Regions from separate parts of the Rattus norvegicus genome. Here region 1 is linked to region 2. The links are chromatin contacts, called in public Hi-C maps. All regions are on one chromosome and are shown on one strand. Each heading gives the region's core, a stretch centred on a gene start, on an enhancer-like site or on the middle of the called end of the contact. The rest is flanking DNA. Distances are from core to core; before and after follow the strand shown. Region 1 overlaps Celf4 (CUGBP, Elav-like family member 4). Region 2 overlaps Celf4 (CUGBP, Elav-like family member 4).

The links. A called contact is a pair of places that touch in the nucleus more often than the background predicts.
Region 1: a Hi-C map of liver shows a contact between it and region 2, with 4 times the contacts expected there. The contact joins two enhancer-like sites. A contact is called at or near these places in 6 of 12 Hi-C or Micro-C datasets (Schwann cells, frontal cortex, kidney and 1 more).

Annotation. Positions count from the first base shown.
Region 1 is chr18:17,308,915-17,314,271 of GRCr8, reverse strand. All of the region lies in intron 1 of Celf4 (CUGBP, Elav-like family member 4), which reads left to right. Among named protein-coding and RNA genes, the nearest start is that of Celf4, 28 kb to the left of the region's middle. Within about 2 kb of position 4,046, at least 14 of the 93 cell types and tissues checked have an H3K27ac peak or open chromatin away from gene starts, as enhancers often do.
Region 2 is chr18:17,147,177-17,152,141 of GRCr8, reverse strand. All of the region lies in intron 2 of Celf4 (CUGBP, Elav-like family member 4), which reads left to right. Among named protein-coding and RNA genes, the nearest start is that of Celf4, 190 kb to the left of the region's middle. Within about 2 kb of position 2,426, at least 2 of the 93 cell types and tissues checked have an H3K27ac peak or open chromatin away from gene starts, as enhancers often do.

The sequences.
Region 1 (5,357 bases), core at 2,797-5,296, 160 kb before region 2:
AGCACACGCTGCGCTATTAATAAATGTGAGCTGTTAGCATAGTCTCCAGGAGTGTGTGCTGCACCAGGGCAGCCTTGAAGGGCGGGCACAAAGGGAGAGCATAGAGAAAAGTAATGGGAGACAGGAGAGTGGCACTGAGGAATTCACCAGGCAGGAGCTCAGGGCACCAGTGGCCTTGGGTAGAGAGTCTGGGGTCAGAAGCCATCACCAGGACCATGGAAGCAAGATGGTGCTAGGAAGAAGCTCAACCACAGCCAAAACATCCAGAGGACCACATGTGTAACTGCTCCGCACGTCAAAATTATATCCCCTGTTTAGCAAAGCACCAAACCACTGCCCCTATACTCTTTGCCCTCCAGGATCTCAGATCCTCCTGGGAAGTGAAAATGACCCCAGAACAACAATCAGAATGCAAAGATTCGGGTCAGCAAAATAACTCAGCAGGCGAAACACTTGCCCTACAAGCCCAGAGCCTGAGTCTGATCCCCGGTGGTCACAGAAACATGAAAAGAGAAGCCAATCCACAGAGTATTCTCCTGACTCCCCCACATTGGAGCCGTGGAGTACATGCGCCCACACGCACATCATACATATAAAATAATGATTACCAATAAAAATAATAATTTGAAAGAAAGAAAATTCCCTGCACAGGGGGTTCCTGGGGACACTCTTTTCTGAGAACACAAAGAAGCACAAGCGGCATGACCTGTTCACAGCATGGGCTGGGTGTGGAGTCCTGAATGCAGAGGTCGTGAACACAGAATAATGTTTGAAATGAGTCCAAAGGGTGCATAGATCTTGTTCGTGATCTTTGCTGTGCTGTTTTGTTTCCTTTTATGTTTTTTGGTTTTTTACTGAGACAGGTTTTCATTCACAGTGGCATGGAACTCAATATCTCATCCAGAGTGATCTCAAATGTGTGGCAAGTCTCCTGCCTCATACCCCAGTGTGCTGGGATCATAGTCCTGCATCACATCACCCAATTCTAGGATTAAGGATATCTTACAAGTAACAAAATGGAATCTAGTACAATTGGGCTGCTCACCCAGGACTACACAGCTAGTAACAGTCACGAGCCCAGGCACAAAAAAGACACAAAATAAGAAGACATTAGTTCTTGTGCAAATGCACAGTGGACAGCCTCTGAGGGGACCTAAAGTGCAGCAACCTGTCAAACCCTCCCACCTCAGGAGGTCTAGGTGACCTCACAAGGTCCCACCCAGTGCTCACTACAGGCTGCCTGTGTTTCCAGATGTGGCCAGCAGAGGGCACCAGGACCACTGTGCAGCTGGGCCAGGGACTTGACCACCTCAAATTCCACATTCTCATAGCAAACCCCTGACACTCTTGCCTAGTAAGCATGAGGCCCTGGGTTTATAGAACCTGTTCTGGAAAAGAAAGAAGTCTCCTTCAAGGAAGTCTTGTGCCTGACGTGACAAAATGGCTGTGCTTCCTGTGGCTAGCACTCAGGGAAGGAAGAGGGCGGGGACTGCCTATGTGATGCCCAAGAATGGTTGCGAATCCCTAGCAGCCCAGTGGAATACCATATAACCCTCCTGCCAGGCTGCACACTGCAAGCAGGATAGGAGAAACAATCACAAACATTCCCCCCGAGAAGTCCTAGCTCCCACCCCACCCCCAGATGTGTGACAGATAAGTGTTCCCTCTGATGGAGATCAGGCCAGGCATAAGCCTCCCTGCCGTGAAGAGGCACACTTACCTTGGCACTCTGCCCCTTGAATAAAAGGCACAATCCTATCTGAGAAGCCCAGGCCTTTCGTAGTCCAAGGTGAAATTATAGACTGCAAAAGATCTAGTCTGAATTTGTTTTTCTTTTCCCCCACTTCTGAGGACAAGCGTTCTTTTGGGTTGGGTGGTGACAGTTTAGAGATTAAGATGGCTATCAGGCTGTGGTCACGCTAACTGAGGAGACAGGGGGAAGGGGGTAGATGACAGGGTTCCAGAAGATGTCATGGAGGCAAGGGCAAGGCTGGGGGGGGGGGGGCAGGAGCATCACCTGTGTGGGACATGCCAAGTGATGGCCCCACCAGGTCCCATTTGGCCTCAGCTTTTTGTGTGTAGATCTGGTGAAACCCAGTCAGGGTGGGTCACCTCCTCTTTCCCCTGATGGTGGTGAGGGTCACCAGCAAACCCTTCCAGTCTTTGTGTGCAAAAGTATGAATGAAGAAGGCACACTGGCCCAGAGCCTTTCCTGTACCTGGAAAGCCTGCATCTGTATGAAGCAGAGGTGATTTCGGTTGCCAGAGACGGGAAAGTGCAGTAACTGACTGACTGTGAGGGGACCTGCCTAGGTGGGGTTGGGGCTTCTTTCTGTCCTGATACAACACTGTATCTAGCAAGCAACCTCCCAACCTCCCATCTGACGCACAGACCACAAGCTCCGCCTTGCCCACCTCGCATAGGTGTTGTGATGCTCACAACAGACAAGACCATGAAGAAAAGGCCCTCGCAGCACAGACGCCCCAGCAGACCCGGAGCTGGGGAAATGGCTGCTGCCCCATCAGCTGCCTTTGGAAGGGGTGGAGAAGATAGGAAAGTACAAAAGCAAGGCTCGGGGTTGGGGATTTAGCTCAGTGGTAGAGCGCTTGCCTAGCAAGCACAAGGCCCTGGGTTCGGTCCCCAGCTCCGAAAAAAAAAAAAAAAAGAAAGAAAGAAAAAAAAAAAACAAAAGCGAGGCTCTAGGGAAGAAAACGTTTCCATTTGCCCACATTCAACCATCCTCATGTCTGGTCTCAAGGATTCCAAGAGACCACCGGCCCTGCCTCACACCACACCAGCCTGTACAGTGCTCAGTTCTCCCCGGGGAAGCCTGTTTGCCACTCTACCCCTCCCAACACCCCTCCAGAGAACATTCTCCCACCTCCCCCATTGCTGCCACAAACAGCTGTGATTCAGAGTTATTTCCAAGGAAACCAAAAAAAAAAAAAAAAAAAAAAAAAAATCCCAGCATCAGGGTAAATTTCAACAAAGCGGTGGCTCCAGAAGCACAGCCTGCAGGATTCAGCTCTGGGCTCCAGGCTCCATCAACTCCATCCTCCAGGGACAGATGTAGGCAGGACCTATGCACGGGGGCAGCGGCAAGGAGGGGCTCTGGATGATTCCCCAAAGTGGAAATTAAAGTTCTTGATCACATTTGTTGTTTAGCCTCGGGGTCCTTGCAAATACAGGAACAGAGGGGGTGGGGCAAAGTCGGCAGGGACTTTTTTTACCAGGGGGCGATCCTGCTTTCTCCTGTTCCTGGCCAAACTGGCAGCATGACTTCGGCAAGGGGCCTTTCTCCTGGTGGTTGCCCAGAAGTATCCCAGGCTAGTTCAGATTGCACTCTCCCGGACCTAGGAGCTTGCCGTTTCCCTGGAGCTTACAGTGCAGAATTCTCTTAAATAACACCCATGTATATTTTATCTCTGGGTAGCCTCATTTGCATGCATGGCAATATGCACCATGCTGAGTGGTGGGGCTCACTGGCCCACTCCTCAAACCCTCATTGTATGTGAGTATGAGAAGCCGGTTGAAAGCCAGACCTGGGACCTCGCCATGTGGGCTTGGGTTTGCCTGTTGTGCTGGGACGGGGAGTCTTGGTTGGGAAGTCTGTCCTTGCAGCCCCCAGGCAGACAGGGAAGGGAGGCTTCCAAATCTGCTCTGGGTGATGGTGTCAGTCTTATTTTAATCCTGACTGACAAGGAAAACAGCAAATAGACACAAGAAAACCCAACAGGCATGTACTCTCTTCCTTTATTAATACCAGGAGGCTGCTGCTGCCTGCCTGGCATTACATGGGGAGGTTATTCCAATTCTAGAGCCATCACTTGCAAAAGCCTCCTCATTGGTAGAGAGGTTTTTCAGGTTGGTATAACTCAAGGGAGAACCTGCATGAAGGAAGGCAGGCCACCTCTCCCAGGCCACATTCCCAGGACAAGGAGGACTACAGTATAGATGGCTGAAGCCCTTCGGATCTTTTGAGGCCAGATAGTACTGCACAGCCCCAGAACTGCCAGGCTGCAGCCTGGGTGGTGTAACACCCAGCCTCTTGGCCTTGTGAGGCACATCACCTGTTCTCAAAGACTGCAGCCATCCACTGTGTAGGGCAGAGTAGGTAGTGACTCATTCATAGTCAGTCCCCTGCCTCCCCTTCCCTCTCCTCTCCTCTGGCCCTGGAGATGTATTTTGCATCCTTTAAATGATCTTGTTTATTCTATGTGTTGGAATATAGTTATCTGAATATTAATTATGGCGGCTTTCGTGGAGTTCAATGGTTGAATGCAGGAATGGAGAATTCCTCCTTCACTTTCAGCCACCTGCTTTGATTTCTCTGTTTATCTGCTTGACTGAGCCGAAATCAGTTTCTGTAAGTGAAAGTCGGCTGCTTGAGGCAGATGTTAATACTCAGAAATAGTTTACAGGATGCTATTAGCATAAGTAGCAAGAGGCTAACAAACAGAGGTGCGCAGGGCCGATGTCAGTCAGGGTGGTGACAGGGACCGAGAGGTGGTAGCTCACCCCGTGAGCCTGAGCCCTTTCCAGAAGAAGGAGCTCAAGTGCTGGGCACCTTCTATAGGCGTTAGCCCCATCCTCCCCACCCCAGCACCCCTGTATACAACCGGCTGGGGGCCGATGATTAATGACAGCAAGAACTGTAACCAAATTGTAGTGCCATTAGCACCAAGTCACGACTGACAACTAGATACATCATCTCTGAGGCTTCTATCCAGCTAACTAATTTAACTATGTGGATACGGGAAACGTTTCACTGGTGCCGTAAGGCAAATATTTCCAGTTTCTTTGAACAACTTAGGAGCAAAAGAGAGGTGAGGATTCTAGCTGGGTCCTATGGTCAGGGTCAGACCTGTATTCTCTGGAATCATCCCACATATACGCACACAAGTCAGGGCCCAATAAGCATCAAAAATGAGTCCCTGACTCTTGGTCCTCTCGTGTAGACCACAGGTTTCCCTTAGGTTCAAGGACAGTTGGGATGGAGACCTCATCCCCACCCTGAGTTTCTCTGCAGCTCCCCACTCTCTCCAGGAGAGGGACTTGCTGACGAGAGAGGACAAGATACAGGTGTGCCTGGTTCCTCACAGAGCCGCGCCAAAAATAGTGGATGCAAATTGTTATTATCTTCTTTTTGTCATTTCTTTTCTTACAATGGGTTCTATCTGAAACGTGCTGTGTTTGCTCATCAAAGAGCCTTAAAAGGAATCCTTTTAGAGCCGACGCAAGCCTTCTGCTGCATGAATAGTTGCCCTTTAATTCATCTGGTTTATGAGCTGGGGGGCCGGGGGCTGTCCCACAAGTCTGTGTTTTTCAAAGCCAGTCCCTGTGTTATCTGATGATTT
Region 2 (4,965 bases), core at 1,177-3,676:
TAAGAGTTTATGAGAGGAAAAACACCAGGGCAGGCAAGTTGTGAATCTTGAGAGCTGCAGGAAGGAGGGAACTGAAAGAGAGGAAGAGAGAAAAATCAGATAAGCGATGATCTTGGGGGAAAGGTCTTGGCTTCAGAGGAAGCCCAGAGTGTCAGGAGAAACATGATTAGTCTTTAGGCCACTATCCCTAAAAGAGACCAATAAAAGACAGAGTTAAAATATGCTTAGTATCTGCTGCAAATTCAGAGGGTAGATTTCAAAATTCTGTGTTCAGGACAAAGAGTTAGAAACAGTTTGTTAGAAAAGGTCTTGAGAGCTCCCACGAGCGTGGACGTAAGCTAGTGGGCAGAGGGAAAACCCCAAAAGAGCCTGGCCAGGAGGTGCAGGGTCCTTTATAGGACTTTGACACAGTACTTGCCTCCCTTTTGTGTAGCTGGCGCTACTGCAGCCCCCTAGCCTGTGGGCCAGACGAGGCCTGATAAGACAGGGCTTCTGCACTTCCTCTGCCAACTGGCTTCTTTCGTATGTTAATCTTGTTTCAGTCCGGTCCCGACTCAGCTGTCAGTGTGCCCTCCGTGATCCTCACTGATAATGAAGTCACGTCCCTGGAGAGACCCAGGAAGAGTAGGGATCTTTTCAGTCAGCCTTACGTTCTGGTGGAACAGCTCAGTTCAGATGCTTGTGTGTCCTAACGGTAAAATCTACGCTAAGGGTCTGTAAGGGTCCTGGCTACCTCTCCTGTAACAAAAGACAGAGGAGCTAGGGTGAAGCAAAACACTTCTTTAATCCAAGATTTTTGTGTCTCCAGAAATGAAGGCACAAAGATGACTGGAGAACTGCTTTTATTCTTAGGTTTGCTGGAGAAGGGATAGCCATGTAGACATGGGGTTTCATGACACTAACAGGCTGAGATGAGAAACCCCAGCAAAGGCCATGTGCTGGGCAGGACCTCTGAAATAACAGTCCTCAGGGAGAGGGGAGCCTGGCATGCTCTAGGGGGTCCATGGGTTCTCGTCCCTATGACCCACCTTTAGAATTCTTGTCTTGATAGCTCACCTCAGAAGTAGACAAGAGGCCAGGGATAGGGAGACTGTTTCTGAAGCTTATCCAGTGTCCTTTGGTTCAAAGTACTCAGGAAGTCACATATATTGGAGAATCATTTTCTGGGTGCCAGCACCACAGATTGGCAAGTGTCTATCCAAAGTCTCAAAGTCAGGCTGCACATGCCACTTCAACTACAGGAGCACGGACCTAGAACAAAGCTTCCTACCTCCGTGCTCTGGGCTACCCAGCTGCACAGTGACTGGACCCGTATAAGCCTCAGTTTCCCCCTCTGACCTCACCATGTGGACAATGCCAGTAGTGTCAATCTGGTTGCTTTGTAATGGGCAGGAGCCTGGCTCACAGCAAATGCTCACCCAGCTGTTTTTGATAAGCTGTCACACTGCTAGTGACCTGCTGAGGGCTTTGGCCTCTAGCTACTTCCCGTTCAGCTGTGTGTACACCAGTGCACCATTGGAGTTCTTGGTATTCAGAGTCTCCTGAGGCTCTGTCCATGGCACACGTGACAAGAGCCTCTCACAGAGGTGGTGGCCAGATGGGGAAGAAGCGTTTGTTAAATAACACTCAACAGGACAGACCACTGTGGTTGCAAAGGTGTAACTGATGGCTCTGCTGGGGTCTCAGTGGTCCAGGGTTGCTCAGCTCCACATCAAGACATGACCACTAAATGGCCCTTCCCAAGGACCATAGCCTTCCCATATGCCCAGTTCTTCATGAAGCTTCTGACCTGCTCTGCCTTTGTTTGGTTCTTGAGGTTGCCATCCTTGGCTGGTTTTTTTTTTTCTTTTGGACAAGACTTTTTTGAGCTAATACCATGTAGCAGAATATACCACATCCTGTACCATCTAGGAGAGTGTGGCCTAAAAGTAGTGGAATCAGTGACAGGTACAACTAGAGAGAGGTCTGCCTATTCCTAGCCATGTGTAAAACCACCTCAAGAGCATGTAAACACACACATGGTGGGCCCTAACCCCCCACCCCCGTGTCTCTTCACTCAGCTCTCCCAACCTGTGCTGACAGAAACTGCCACACTGTGCCTCTCACCCACATTGCCTCCTCCCATCACTTCCCGCAATCTGAAATGCATCCAGGCCTTTGTGGTTCTGTGGGCTCCTGCTCAAACCTCAGTTCCTTTAGGCTCCCTCCCTGACACCCTGAACCTCTTCTAAAGATTCCCTCCAGCTCCTATATTTACTTCTGCAGTACTCAGGAGCACCTCAGGCTAAGCAGACACCCTCACAGTGTGACCATGTCAAACAGTGGTAGAGAATGAGGTGGAAAGAGGATGGGTAGAGTGCAGGTTTGGCAATAGCTGGGTCCTTGGGTCCTTTGGGAAGGGCAAGGTATAGAGAATGAAGGCTTGAAGGAGGCTGACCAGGTTACTTTGGGGAGCTCAGGCCAAGGCTATGAGGATTCTGAGGTGATCTTGGGGGCTGTCACGTGCCTAGCATTAAGCGTGTGGGGCTTAGGGGGTCAGTAGAGATCTGGGGCTGCATTAGACCAAAGTCATCAGATAGCTTACCTGGGCTTCAATCTCTGAGCTCACGAACCTGCTGTCTCATGAGTCCCTTTTAGGATTACTGATGGTTTGAACAGGTAGAAGAGGCAGCCACTGCAGGGCTCTGGATGCTCACACGGCTGCCTCTCCCTCTGGAGCACTGCCCCATGTACCTTGGAGTCTGGTTCTCCTCTCCCTCTTTTCTCTGTGCACCGGTGTCCTACTGGGCACCTCTCCCTTGGGCTAGCTCCAAACCCTGCTTGACTCTCCCAGTTCTCTCTCTGCTGCCTCCCAGCCCAGTCTCTCTCTCTCTCTCCCTTCAATTACCATAACATAGAACAAAAGAATATTTTATTATTTGGTGTCTTTATTAAATCAAGCTTTATGCTCTCTATTTTTCACTTTTAAGGTGGACGAGTGCCACACTATATTTTTCTATTAAAAAGGTAAAAAGTCGGCAGAGTAGCTTTGATAGCCCCACAGTGGCTTTGTCCATCGGTCAGTAAATCTGGGATAGAAAAGGAGAAAGTGGGGGCCTTCTCCTGGGCACCTGAGCTGCTGTTTGAAATAGAGATTAAGGGTCTCAGTGAGACAGTGCACTTTTCCCAGGAACCCTGGGAGGCCAGACCTGAGCTAGACCCCTGGCTACCTTAGTCTTTACTGAGGAGACACCGGGCTCAGCACAGACACCTTGTAGAATTCTCAAAGGCCCCCACTCAGGCTCTTGTGCAGTACTCACCAGACTCTGCTTAGTGATGGCCTCCAGCCACTGAAACCCGGGAAGACAGTAGTGGCCAAGGAGCAGAGAAAAGGAGTAGAAGGCTCGCTACCCCCTCCACCAGACAGCCTACACGGACTGTTCTACCCACCCACTTGCAATGTGCCTGTCCAGCCGGGCCTCTATTTTTCAGTTTGCTTCAGCTGTCTGTGTCACGGCACACACACACACACACACACACACACACACATTTCACATTCCCGAACATCTCTTGCATGGTAGACATGACCAGACATCGCACTAGAAGCATCTTCCCATGCCCATTCACATGTGTATAATATATTCAGGCCTGCAGGCAAAGGGCCCCACAGCGTGCTCTCAAAAATGTTCCTGCAAAGTCAGGTGTGCTGGTTCATGCTTTCGAGGTAGGTAGATTACTGTGAGTTCAAGGCCAACCTGGACTACATAGAGTTCTGAGCTAACCAGTGCTTTATGTTAAGGCCGTGCCTGAGAAAGAAAGAAAAAAGGAAGGAAGGAAAGGGACAGACATGCACATATAAACACACTTCTTATACCACTGAGCAGGCACACATTGTCTCTCTCAGACAGCCTTCTGCCCGTCCTCCTACTCCTCCTCGATTTCCTCTACAAACTCTACCCAGACACAATTCAGAGACTTCCAAACCCAAACTGTGTGCATGGACATCTACACACAAGCACAAGAGCACAAGTGCACATGCTCGTGCACACACGCACACACAAACACACTAGCACACACATGACCCACTTCCTAACCCAAGGAGACCTGCTCCTGACAGCTAGGGAAAGAGCTGCTAAGAAGTGAGCTTCTTCCTTCTTGACACATCCTTCCCTACAGGATGAGCCACCAGAGAGGCCTCTGCACTGTTGTCCTGGCCTCCTCCTCACCCACATCCACCGGGATGCTTTGAGCAGCATGGTGGTGCTGAGAGCCTCTGCAGGCAGGTGCATCAGTGAGGAGGAGGAGGAAGAGGAGGAGGAGGAGGAGGAGGAGGAGGAGGAGGTGGAGGGAGAGGAGGGGGAGGGGGAGAGGAAGAGAAGGGAAAGGAGGAGGGAGAGGAGGGGGAGGGGGAGAGGAGGAAGAGGAGGGAGAGGAGGGGGAGGAGGCAGAGGAGGAGGGGGATGGGGGTGGGCAGAGGCCTCCTGGAGAGTGGAACAGGTCCTTTCCCTCCTGGATCCTGCCACAGATCTCTGCTCACCTCAGAGAACATTCAACGTTGAGGCAGGGGGTCAGGGAGCTGGAGTGGGACCATCTCTGAGTTTGTGAGAGAATATACATCTTTATCTCTACCTCAAAATATCAGTGTTTCTTAGTTGATGTTGATATGGAGCCAAGCAGGCGCCTGTGGAAGAACCACCCTAGCCCACGCTCACCGTGTTCTCTCAGGCGCATGACTAAGGCAGTGATGTGCAATGCTCCTACAGTACGGACCTTCCGATGCACATGTCACATGTGCCCTTTGTCTTACAGAGCCCCATTTCTCCTCGGTGTGCAACAACAGCAGAGCAACACTAAGTTTCTTCTCACTCTGCATGACCTTTATTGGCCACTCAACAAGGCTTGGTTCGATGGTCCGTAAATTCGGACAATGGTGATTCTTTGCACAGCTAACAGAAGGGAGCCTGGCTTCTGGCATCCAGCCTGGAA